2 separate regions of the Bombyx mori genome follow, and region 2 is linked to region 1. The links are chromatin contacts, called in public Hi-C maps. All regions are on one chromosome and are shown on one strand. Each heading gives the region's core, a stretch centred on a gene start, on an enhancer-like site or on the middle of the called end of the contact. The rest is flanking DNA. Distances are from core to core; before and after follow the strand shown. Region 1 overlaps LOC101741243. Region 2 holds the start of LOC101740538.

Region 1 (6,523 bases), core at 2,804-5,303:
GACAGAGATAGGCAGGATGTCGGGGCCGAACCATGCGGGCTTAAAACATGCTTTACCCATCAAAAATTTATAAATTATCGCGGGCTTGTGCACTTGCCTGCGGGATTCGAACGCCGGCAAAGACGCATCTCTCGATACGAGTACACCGGGCGTCTTGTCCGTTAAGCTGCGATGACTTAAGTTTAAAAAATAATTCAATGATTAAAATTTATCATCATCATTCTCCTGCCCTTCTCCCAGTCACGGGAGGTCGGTGCAACATGTTTTCTCCTTCCATATATACTCCTCTATCATATACTGTTTCTTCGCTCACTCCCCTCTTACCCATATCGTCTTTCACGCAATCCATCCATTTTTTTAGCTCTACCTCTTCCTCTAAAGCCTTCCACAATCACAGTCAAAACTCTCTTACCAACCTCATTGTCATTTCGTCTCATTCCATGTCCATACCATCCCAAACGAGCACTTCTCAACTTCTCTGTCTCAGGTGCCACTTTAGACTTCCTCTAACATATTCATTCCGTATTCTATCCATTCTTATTACTCCACACATCTATCGCAACATTCGCATCTCTGCTGCATGCAGTCGCCTTTCAATAAGCAAAATAACCCAATTAAAATCAAGTATGCCGCGTCTAATCCGTGGATGTCATGAGGACATGTTAACTACGGCGTGTTAACTATTATATATAATTAGGGACTATGCTACTTAGCTGCTCTTAGAGTTCATTGGAATTGCTTCAGCGCATGGGGCTGCGACCGTAGCTGGTATTCTCAACCCATCCTGACAATGTATCCAAGGGTTCAAAATTAGCAAAAAATGTGCTTTGCCACTGTCCCCTTCAAATACAATTTATCACATATTTACTGCCTACCGGTAGGCAGCAGCTTGGCTCTGCCCCTGGCCTTGCTGAGGTCCATGGGCGACTGTAACCACTCTCCATCAGGTAGGCCGTATGCTCGTCTGCCTACAAGGGTAATAAAAAAAACTTACGCTAAAAGTCGTACTGCGCAGACTGTCAGACCAAATTCACAATACATACCGTAACGACGTAGTGGTATACTGCGTCTGGTCTGTGTCTCCGGTCTTCCAGATTCTCCAGGTCTCACAGACCTTACGCTCGTGGGTGATGGAGATAATAACAAATGTTATTGAATTGCAGCCAAGAATTCACCAAGAAGCAGAATATATTCGAAGAAACCGGACGCTACATCGGTAGGTCGTTTTAATTTTTATAAATGATAAGAATACCGGGTCTACGGAATTGACTCTCTATACGAAGACAAATTTGACTGGTTTTGATTGCTGGTAAATAAAATAATTGCCGTCGCCAAATATATTGTGCCGCGCAATGTATCACAAATAAAGCCGAACTGTACTAAGTATGGGCTCAACGGACGCTCTAGAACACCAGACCGTCCACTAGCATGGGGGTAAACAAAAAAAAATCGAAATATGTTTGTGCTTAAATGTATGTTATTTTCGATTTGTGTAAAGATTATTCTCCTTTCGACTTCATGATCGGTTGCCTTATACCTTTTCACAATTCTCTGGCTACCTTGCAATAAATATATTCTACCAACTAAGCACGGGTACTGCAGTATATGAAGTCATATTGGCCCGTGCAAAACATAAAAACAATGGTTTGTTATTTTATGCAATAGAATTGAGATTACGACATCAGGTCTCTAAATAGGTCGTAACATTCACGTTTCAATGTCTATGGTATTCCATTTATCACCAGGTGAACTATCCGTTCGTTCACCTATCTACGCAATAAATAAATAAAATTGAAACATGCAAAAGGATTTGTTATTTTCTCTTGAAACTAAGTATAAATGTCAACAAAAATGTTTTTATTTATTTATTGCTTATATGTGTGGATAAAATCACAGTCCACCTGGTATTAAGTGATTACGGGAGCCCATAGACATCTTCAACGTAAATGCTGCCACCCACCTCGAGACATGTCTTCTAGAGTCTCAGTTTTTACAGTACAACGGCTGCTCCAGCATTCAAACCGAAACGCATTACTGCTTCACGGCAGAACTAGGCAGAGTGGTGGTACTTACTCGTGCGGAGTCATAAGCCGTCTTAAAACCAGTAAAAGTGTCGTTTATTTTAAGCAAAGGGTAACATAAGACTGATATGACCTCATAAGGTATCGGAATAACTTGGCAAAACTTACTTCTGGGTGTAATGATCGTACGCATGTTTTACTAGCAAATAAATCTCGCATTGCCGTTTTAAGGTCATCACCAAGACGAACCGACAACCAGTTCAGTATTTTACAACACCTCTTCCGATGACGATGAATGACTTCGAGAAATTCCTGAAGGACAACAGTCTGGATGTGGAATCTGTAACGTCTCCCATAACGGACCTGCCCACTGACGACGCTGAAACACAGAAGGCCAAGAGAATGAAAGCAATCAATCAAGAAATCAACGACGACAATAATATAAAGATGGATCCAGAAAATGTCTTCAATTATTTAGATTATTTAGAAAGTGGTTTATTTGATGACGGCGATGCAGAATTGTATAGGGACAAAAGGCAAACTAGTGTAGATGAGGATTTTGATAACGGAAACGATAGGTCAAAAGGGACCACAGCAACTGATGATTTGTCAAAGAAGGATTTCGATATAACGATAATTAATGTTGACGACAAAAAAGCCGCTCAACATGACGCGGCCGATTCGCAAGTGCTCGACAAAGCAGAATCGACTACGGAACAGATTAACGCAAAGACGGGAATGTCGAATTTGAACAAAATCGAGAAAGCAGCTAAAGAGTTTGACTTCTTTAAGAAACTACACAACAATCAAATGTACAATCGTTTGTTTCCTAAAAACAATAAAATCGAGAATACCGCTGGAGTTCTAGAAGCCACTACTAAAACAATTATGGCTTCTGAAGAACTATTTCAGAAGCTGCCCATTAAACTGGGCAATGACCCGAAAAGAGTACGGATTAGTAGCCACAGCTATAAATACGATATCATCTATCATCGGCCGAAGAAGAACCAGAAGGGGAAAGGAGAAATAAGTGCAGGTTCATATGACAACTCGAGATTTAGTACATGGTAGTTAGTTAGTATTAAGTTAGTAATTGCGCACACAACTATTTCTATGGTATGTATAGTTTATTCTCCTACTGTACAAATTTAGAAATAAACGGCACATATTTGCAAATGATTGGAATTTATCACGAGAGTCCACAAAGCCAATAGAACTGAAGACGTTAATTGTAGTGTCTCACAGATCAACTGTCGACTTTTATTTAAAATCAAAATGCAACTTGTGTGCCAAGATGCATACTTATTTATCCCTCTTTAAGCTTTGTTTTTTTTGGCCGTGAAAAGTTTTTCTCGTATCTACTATCCCTTCACAACTCATATGCCCTGGGACAGACGTGGCCATCATTATTAACAGAAAAGTAAATTTTAATGAATACCTGTCTTATCTTCTTCAAATCCCCTTAACAGTGTTCCGCGAGCCCTATGATATATCCTTGTTCAAACAAGGCTTGCGGTGAGTACTCAGCCATTTCGCTGCATCCTTGGTTTGGCTGAGTTCCATGAGTGACAGTAATTTTATTAATAACCATCAGACGTGCCATATTCTCGCCTGTTTACAAAAGCCGGAACTGTCTGATGAACTCATCTTTGTTTATTACTTCACCATTAAATTTTATTGCTTTTTGTTTATTTCACGTTTACACTAAACACAATATTGCAAATTACCCGAGCACAACAATGGCGGAGAATTTTAGGTGCGTGAGAGCAGACGTAGACACTAACGCGCATGCGCACTTGTCAGTACCCAGGGACGAAAACCGAACTTTCGGCGTAGGTAGGAGAAAAAATATAAATATTCCCGTACATAATTCCACTCCGTGAGACACAGGACTCTAGTAAATAATAACGTATTGATACATGGTACTATTGATTTCAGTCAATCCTATCTCGGAAGTAACCTACTGCACCGAGATTGAGGAAGAGGAACAAAATAGCGATGACAACAGTGAGTAAGTCGCCATTTTTTTTTCTACAACATTGATCAAAGTAGCGACTCCCCAATGTTTTCGCTCGCGTTAAACTTTTAATTGTAAAATAAGGCAATGGGTTTGATTTATTCTATGTAAAAATAATGCTGATTCGTTTCTATTGTCTATAAAAAACAGGATAGACTGTTACAAACTTGCGATCATAATATTGTGTAGAACGAATATCTCAGAAATTAATGTCAATTTGTTTCGTTCACATGGTAATGTAGAATTTAATACTAATTCATTAAAAGTTTTCAGTCTTCCTAAAAGGAGTCGCGTGAGGGGAAATACCGAAGGATTTACTAACGATGGTACGTACCTTACCTAGGTCTAGTGCCTGTGACGAGTCTTTGTGGACTAGTTTTAGTCTTCCATGTCTTTTGCCAATCGACTGTTTTTAGTTCTAAACTTCAGGACCTTAGTACGTTTCCTAAGAATTTCTCGGTTATCTCCAAGGTTGGCGATACGTCCAAAAGTACTTAATCAACATTATTGAACATTTCAAACTAGTTCCAAAATCCAGGTCACTCTGAAATCTCAGTTTCAAAACTCTGTAGCCAGGTGCGGAAGGACTAGAGCTTTTTGTGTTTCATGTCTTTAAGGGTGCTCTAAGAAATATTCTGAGATCCCTTCATTCTATTTTTACAAATCGCACCTCATATCGGCACAGTGTTTCAAACGAGTTTTGAAAATAACTCTCAGCCTTAGGTAGAGATTTGGCTGTGTTTGTTACGCTTGCTGATGTCCATAGCAACGTTGACCACTCATCAATAAATGAGTTATATAATCCAAGGCAATAAAAGACATACACGGGGCGACATGAAGTGTGTTTAAAACCTTTGCTTTTACCCATTTTATTTCAGTCATTGAAACAAGTGTTATGCCAATAGAAGAGTTTGACGTAAAGCTTGCTGATAGACACAAACGCGATGCGAAAAATCAGACATTCACAGCTAGAGATGTAGCGGCCATAGAGGTGATCATCGATCTGATAAAGAACACTGAAGACAAACACACCACGCAACCAGACCTGGACGATGTCGCTTCGAAATATCCTGTCAATTTGAGTAATTCCATTCAAGTACACATTGGAGTTCCGGGAGCTTTTATTAGTGACAAAAAGAGGTCGTTAGAACCGAATAAAGTCAGGAAGGTCTTTTCGGCCAGAATGCTGACCCCGGTCGACGTTGTGTATCAAGTTAATTCGTTTGATACGAACGATGTGACTTCTAAAACAGTTGAAGAGCACCCGAGTTTATTGCCAGGCGTTTATCTGCTAGTTGATAGTTCTTATCCAGAAAGTTTCGCTCTGAAACCGGTCGCAGCTAGCTCGGATAAAAACGTTAAACGTCCGAATGTCACGGTCGAAACTGCCACCAGCGCACCGCCCAACGCCATATCAAAGGTGACTTTGAGTAAAGATTTAATTTCCGCAATCAATAAGCAACTGATGCAGCTGTACAATAATCTAACAACGGCCACAAAAGACAAAAATGCTACAAAACATCGTAAGAAACGAAGTATTAATTGGAAAGCAATCAAAAAGTATTTTGGATACGACCGAGTGTGCAATTGTAAATGTAAAGCCAACAAAACTATGTGCAGGGCGTGCGCGGCTAGCGACGCCGTCATAAAAGAGCTACTGTTTGAATTTGACAACCTGGGCAGGTACATGCGCGAGCATTGCACTGAAATCCAAACGTATTTCTGGATGAATCCAAGCGGCGGAAAAAAATTGAAAGATTCCGTTCACAATATTGATAAGGACTTGCATGATTATTACAAGAGGGTCAAAGGTAAGTGCCAAGGGCGCACATGTGATGCAATGGGCATTATAGACAAGAGAGACCTGGTGAGAAGTGATACTTTGAAAAGTAAAGACCCAGGGGTGATCTTTGTTAAGAAATTAGAACAATTAGCGAGAGATGTGAATGTGGCCTGTAAAACTGCGACGTGTTACAATGAGAAGCTTATCAAGGGAAGCAAACGACTCTTCGATGCGGTCGCCAATTGTATATCTAGTAAGTCCTTCGAGAAGAGGTCTGATTGTAAAAATGAAAGTTATTCCGTTGAAAATATAAGCGTTAATATAATTTGTAACGATGCTAAAACGAGTGTTGATGATTCTAATGACTTCACTTCGAATAGCCTCGATACGATAACAGAAAATTATAACTCCGTTAATTGGAATATAAAGAAAAGAAATGGAAAAAAACATAAGGGAATCAAAGGTTTATTTAAAACAAAACACAAATTAGGTGCATCGAACGACGAAATGACAAAACAAATTGATATTGGGAAGAGAGAAATCAATCAAATCGATTCTCCATTAATATCGGACGCCGGTGGTAATTTCTGGAATGATTACATCAATAGGATCACTAGAGATGATAAGTCAGCTGACGAGAATTATATTCCTACTATTGGTGTTGGTATCACTGTAGTACAAGATGATATAGAGGAAAATAAA
Region 2 (6,338 bases), core at 2,849-5,348, 290 kb before region 1:
AACCGGCTGCCCCACCCTTCAAACCGAAACGCATTACTGTTTCACGGCAGAAATAGGCAGGGTGATGGTACCTTCCAGTGCGGACTCACAAGACGTCCTACCACCAGTAATTACACAAACTATAATTTTGCGGGTTTGATTTTTATAGCTATGTTATTCCTTTACCGTCGAAGTCAATCGTGAACATTTTTTAAGTACGTGTATTTCATTAGAAAAATTGGTACCCGCCTGCGGGATTCGAACACCGGTGCATCGCTACATACGAATGCACCGGACGTCTTATCCTTTAGGCCACGGCGACTTCTAATTCGTTCATTCATCAAATTCTGGGTACATGCAAGCACTTAGCCCCGAAAAGAGAATGAAAACAGAAAGACGCAATCCTTTACGACTCAATCTCGTGCTTATTTTGCTCATTTGACATAAACTTAATGAAACAAACCGTTGTTTTGGAGTGTTTGTATTGATTTACACGCACAAAATCAATGATAAGACCGATTTGATAACCGACCAATGATGAGTTTTGATAATATGATGCCCTCATGACCTGGTGGTAGGACCTCTTGTTAGTCCGCACGGAAAGGTATCATCACCCTGCCTATTTCTGCCGTGAAGCAGTAATGCGTTTCGGTTTGAAGGGTCGGGCAGCCGTTGTAACTATAATTGAGACCTTATAACTCATATCTCAAGGTGGGTGGCGGTATTTATGTTGTAGATATCTATGGGCTCCAGTAACCACTTAACACCAGGTGGGCTCGTCCATCCATCTAAGCAATAAAAAAGGCCCTTCTGAATAATAAATAAGTGGTTATCGGTGCTCATTAAGACCTCATCGTGACCCGCAACAACTTTGGTATGCTTCATGTGGCTTGGAATTGCTTTTAGAAGTGCACCGGACGTCTTTTTCTTAAAAGCAAGACGGCTTTCGGAGGTTCATTTCTTAGAGGAGGGTCATTTACATCCTCCACATAGACCGAGCGAAGTCCGTGAAGGACCGAAGCACTAAATCAAATCAAAAATTAAAAACACGTAATTTATTAAGCTCAGATAAGTTTTAGTTGAAAACATATTTCAACAAGCTTATGCATAATTTTACCATAAATTGTATTATTTTGATATATCGCGCATTAGCTTCGACGAACGGAATATATGTATCTTTGGAATAACAGTTAAATGTATTCTGTGAGCATAGTTGAATGAACAAGGATAGTGTGGAGTCACCAGTTAACACCAGGTGGGCTGTGAGCTCGTTCACCCATCTAAGCAATAAAAAAAAAAAAAAAAAAGGTCGATGGTCCTGTGGTAAGTGACAATGAGTCATAAGTTCTCTTATTTTGAAACTGTTTTTTTTCCTACCTAAGCTGATATCCTTGAGAGGTTATATCAGCGGAACCTTAACTAGTAGGTGAGCTCACGGGGCTCAAACCTGACGACGTTGCTAACACGAACCCTAGCAAGAGCCGTGCTTCGCAGAATCTACCACCGGATCGGAAACGCGACCCACTGAGAAAATCCGGCGAGAAACTCAGTGGGCTGTGCCTGAGGGTGAATTTACTCGTCGAGCCCTTCGTCGCAAGCGAAGTGTTTAACGAGAACGATGACCGATGCTTGAGGTACCTAAAAGCACCGTTAGTGGATCAGGAGGATCCTAAATTACGTGGGAAACTGTGCGGCAGATGAGCATTGTAAGTAAATTGGCAACTAGCGCGTGCTCACGAACAACTTCTATGATATCTTGCCAGTTTCTGCCGCGAAGGGTGTTCCGGTCTGAATGATAGGATAGCTGTTACATCAAAAGTGATCGCTGTAGCTTATTGACATTGGCAATGCGGATTTTTTTTTCTACCTAGCTGAGAGCCTTGAGAGGCTATTTTAGCGTAACCTTAACTAGTAGGTGAGCTCACGGGGCTCAAACCTGACGACGTTGCTAACACGAACCCTAGCAAGAGCCGTGCTTCGCAGAATCTATCACCGGATTGGAAACGCGACCCACTGAGAAGATCCGACGAGAAACTCAGTAGGCTGTGCCTGAGGGTGAATTTACTCGTCGAGCCCTTCGTCGCAAGCGACGGGTTCGACGAGGACGATGACCGGTGCTTGGGGTACATAAAAGCACCGTTAGTGGATCAGGAGGATCCGAAATGACGTGGGAAACTGTGCGGCAGAAAAGCATTGTAAGGAAATTGGCAATTAGCGCGTGGTCACGAACAACTTCTATGATATCTGCCAATTTCTGCCGCGAAGGGTGTTCCGGTTTGAATGATAGGATAGCTGTTACATCAAAAGTGATCGCTGTAGCTTATTGACATTGGCAATGCGTAGTGAAGTCACTTCTAGCAGCATAGGGTTCGTTTTTACGCAATACTTTACCAACAATCAATCCGTGAGCGCTCGTGAGCCTTCCACAGATTTGGATTGAAGCTAAAAAGTTGCAATTAGTTTCCACCATTCAACACTTTCGATACTCCACACTCATATGTTTTTCGGTGATGTATTTACATATTTATTATCAGACGATTTTTTTTTATTAGTGATCATCTGACGTGCAAGAATGTCCTTGGCATTGTGCTGCCCGGGAGGCCGTGTTCAAGGTCTCGAGCCGGGATGGGCATTAGTATTTTGTGAAGGATCTGCCCGTACCGAGCCAAAGTCGGAATCGGTACTGTCGACAAAACAAGTTTTTTTTTCAAATAATTTATTTCACATAAATTTTTTTTTCCTTCACAAGTTGCGTAGTTATTATTTTACTATACTTAATAGGTAAGTTGATTATGTGAACTCATTTAAGCTATATTAGAAAAAAACCTAATTATTTTTTTTTTTTTACCTACCTAAGCTGATAGCCTTGAGAGCGTAACCTTAACTAGTAGGTGAGCTCACGGGGCTCAAACCGGAGTGACGCTAAAACTGACCCTAGCAAGAATAGTGCTTCGCAGAATCAACCACCGGATCGGAAACGCGGCCCACTGAGAAGATCATTGTTGTCACATGCATCAAACCATAAATTAAATAGTTTAAATTTATTTTCAATGTTAGATGTTTGTGATGTGGCAGTACTTATGTAAATAAATAAATAAAGATCCGGCGAGAAACTCAGTGGGCTGTGTCTATGGGTTAGCTAATTAAAGTGTCTTTAACGGAAGACTAATTAGTCTTTCGTGACCACGGTAGCTGTTAAGTGTTTGATACGTCAGGAATAATAAAGGTGGTGACAATAAAAAACGCGAAACTGAACCTTAACAGGAGATGTTCACGCCTATATAGTAATAAATAGCTAGTAAGTTTTTTTACTGGTGGTAGAACCTCTTGTGAGTCCGGACGGGTAGGTACCACCACCCTGCCAATTTCTGCCGTGAAGCAGTAGTGTGTTTCGGTTTGAAGGGCGGGGCAGCCGTTGTAACTATACTGAGACTTTAGAACTTATATCTCAAGATGGGTGGCGCATTTACGTCGTAGATGTCTATGGGCTCTAGTAACCACTTAACATCAGGTGGGCTGTGAGCTCGTCTACCCATCTAAGCAATAAAAAAAGTAATAGCCCCCTGGATTACATTACGGAGTCATTGAGGAAGACCGGAAGACGTATGGCACGGGGGACAGATGAGGAAGTTGGGGAGCTGAGGCGAATGTTGATGAGAATGAGGATCAATAGGAAGAATGGATTATCGAACATTACAGTGCAACAAAGGGGCTGAAGATGAAAAAAAGAATGTAGCGGTAACTATCATACAACACAAGATATTTGACAGATGCCTGAATCTCGCTTACGACAATTTCAAGATAAGCTTGCATATATACAAGTGCCGAACAACATTCGGACCGTCGTCTACCTAGCTATATCACTCGCTCGTTGGAAGATCTTCCCTTCACCTTAAACCCAATAAATCCATAAATAAATAAATTTTGCAATGATTCTTCGTTAATCGCAAATTTTGTACTTTATCTATCACGAAACATATGAAATAGTCAAAGTGCCTTCAATAACGTATTCGCTCTAATGTTTTTCCGGATTTGTTCTGCAAACGGTACCTGTCGTATTGCGAATTCGCATGCCGGTCGGGTTGATGATCCGCGCGTTTATAAAAGAGTGATCTGACATGTTAAATTTCGCATTGTCGAGCCTTCGGCGGAAAGCAGAAGTACATAAAATCCTAGTTTAGATTTTAAACAATTGTGATTACTTTTTTTATTTATATTTTTTTTTCTAACGCTACTTTTGTGTTTTAATTTTTTTGTGTTCGTCGCACACTGGTGAGTCAATTTTAATTTAGTTTAAAAAAAAAACAAACGAAATACTATGTTCTAAAATTTCTAATAAATATTGTACTAGACAATATTAGTTTGTAATTAAAACTTACTCATAGATTTTATGTATAGTTCGCGAAATCACCCCTCAATACCCCGACCTGACTCTTGGGCATCCGTCGTGGGGAGCGAAAGATCTATGATATATATGATGTCGCTCAATCAATAATAAGAAAGACGATATGGGTAAGAGGGGAGTGAGCGAAGAAATGGTATATGATAGAGGAGAATGGAAGGAGAAAACATGTTGCGCCGACCCCAGGTGACTGGGAGAAGGGCATGACAATGAAGATGCTTTTTTTTATTGCTTAGACGGGTGGGCGAGCTCACAGCCCTGGTCAGTGGAGCCCATAGACATCTACAACGTAAATGCGTCACCCACCTTGAGATGTGAGTTCTAAGGTCTCAGTATAGTTACATGATGTGTAATGAATAGTAAAATACGAAAATTGATAACGTGAAAATTGGGACCCCTGTGAGTCAAACGGGCTCAGCGTTAAGATATTGTTATTGTTACTTATTATATAGAGGGGTGAAAGGGTTGGTTTATGCGACATTTTCACAACTTCACAGGAGACTCCTGTAAAGTTCATAATTTTGGAAAAAATATCATAACAAAAAAAAAAAACCTTCTTCAGCTATCTAAGCTTTAGTTGAAGTTCAATTAAAAATATCGAACTGTTGATGCTGATACCAAATAAAACGCACCTTTAATTATTAAGATAAATGTCCCTTACCTTAATTTAAATACCCTTTCATTGCTCGATTTGTTATTTCTATGTGCGAGAGATCACTGATTTGTAAAATACATACAAAAATTGGCAGACTGTTGTCTGTATCGACGTTCAGACGAAAGTTACTGGTGGTAGGACGGCTTCTTAGTACGCTTGGATAGGTACCACCACCCTGCCTGTTTCTGCCTCAAAACAGTGATGCTTTTGAAGGGTGGGGCAGCCGTTGTACCTTAGACCCTACTTAGGACTCATGTCTCAATGTCTATGACATCATTTAGGTTGTTAATGTCTACGGGCTCCCGTTACTATTAAGTAGCCAACAGACCTAAGTAATAAAAGAAGTATTTTAAAAACACGTTAACAATGTTCGCAATTGACCTCCGCGGTGAAGGAATAGCATCGTGTAATATTACTGGTGGTAGGACCTCTTGTGAGTCCGCACGGGTAGGTACCACCACCCTGCTCATTTCTGCCGTGAAGCAGTAATGCGTTTCGGTTCGAAGGGTGGAGCAGCCGTTGTAACTATACTTGAGACCTTAGAACTTATATCTCAAGGTGGGTGGCGCATCGTTGTAGATGTCTATGGGCTCCTAAAAAAGCTACTGTCTGATTAACCTTTGCGTATACAGAGGACAAAATACTATATAATAAAAAAATTCCAGGTCTGCGAACATGGACAAAATTATTTCGAATTTAATATTGATATTAATGTGCGGAGGCCTCGTGATGTCTTACGACGAAATAGACGTGGAAGCTGATACAAATATCATGCTCAAAATATTGAGGGTAAGTCGAAATTGTACGGTTTTAAATGTAAGACGAATAATGTTGATTAAACCGTCGCAACCCACCCACAGGCCACTGAGTTTCTCACCGGATCTTCACATTAGGCTACGATTCTTATCCTTTGCTAGATTCAGCGAAGCACTGCCCTTGCTAGGGCTTGTATTAACAAGTCCTCTTAGGTTAAGATGCGTGAGCTCATTTACCAAGCCGGGTGTAGTTTGAATTTTTCCCTTGGTGGTGGTTATGGGGCGATCTGATGCGGTGGAGGCTGGGCCAAAAGCTACCGTGACTCTAGCGCGCTGGTACCAGGAGGAAGGGAAGACGCCTCTGCAATCCGCAATGCTGTCGTCACTGCCATCACTGGACATACTGTTAAAGAATAGCTCAGTCAGCAGTGTATCGCGTTCCGACCTTGCAGGCTGATTCTGATCCAGCGGGATATCGTTGTAGTATTGAGCCCCCCTTCTCTGTGACTTAGTGGGTATGGCCCTAAATTCCTTTTGGGTCTGCAGT

Evidence for each region. Hi-C and Micro-C count contacts between places; a contact is called where the count stands out from the background.
Region 2: a contact with region 1 is called in a Hi-C map of posterior silk gland, with 1.8 times the contacts expected there. The contact joins the promoter of LOC101740538 here to the enhancer-like site in region 1. A contact is called at or near these places in 2 of 7 Hi-C or Micro-C datasets (middle silk gland and posterior silk gland).

The regions. Positions count from the first base shown.
Region 1 is chr2:577,176-583,698 of ASM3026992v2, reverse strand. LOC101741243 reads left to right here. Exons shown (of 13, transcript XM_038017314.2): 7 at 1,164-1,216; 8 at 2,253-3,057; 9 at 3,960-4,032; 10 at 4,312-4,364; 11 at 4,917-6,523. Among protein-coding and RNA genes, the nearest start is that of LOC101741243, 11 kb to the left of the region's middle. Within about 2 kb of position 4,053, at least 1 of the 8 cell types and tissues checked has open chromatin away from gene starts, as enhancers often do.
Region 2 is chr2:864,819-871,156 of ASM3026992v2, reverse strand. It overlaps LOC101740538, which reads left to right and starts at 4,098. Exons shown (of 5, transcript XM_004924941.5): 1 at 4,098-4,251; 2 at 5,702-5,825. The coding sequence starts at 5,712.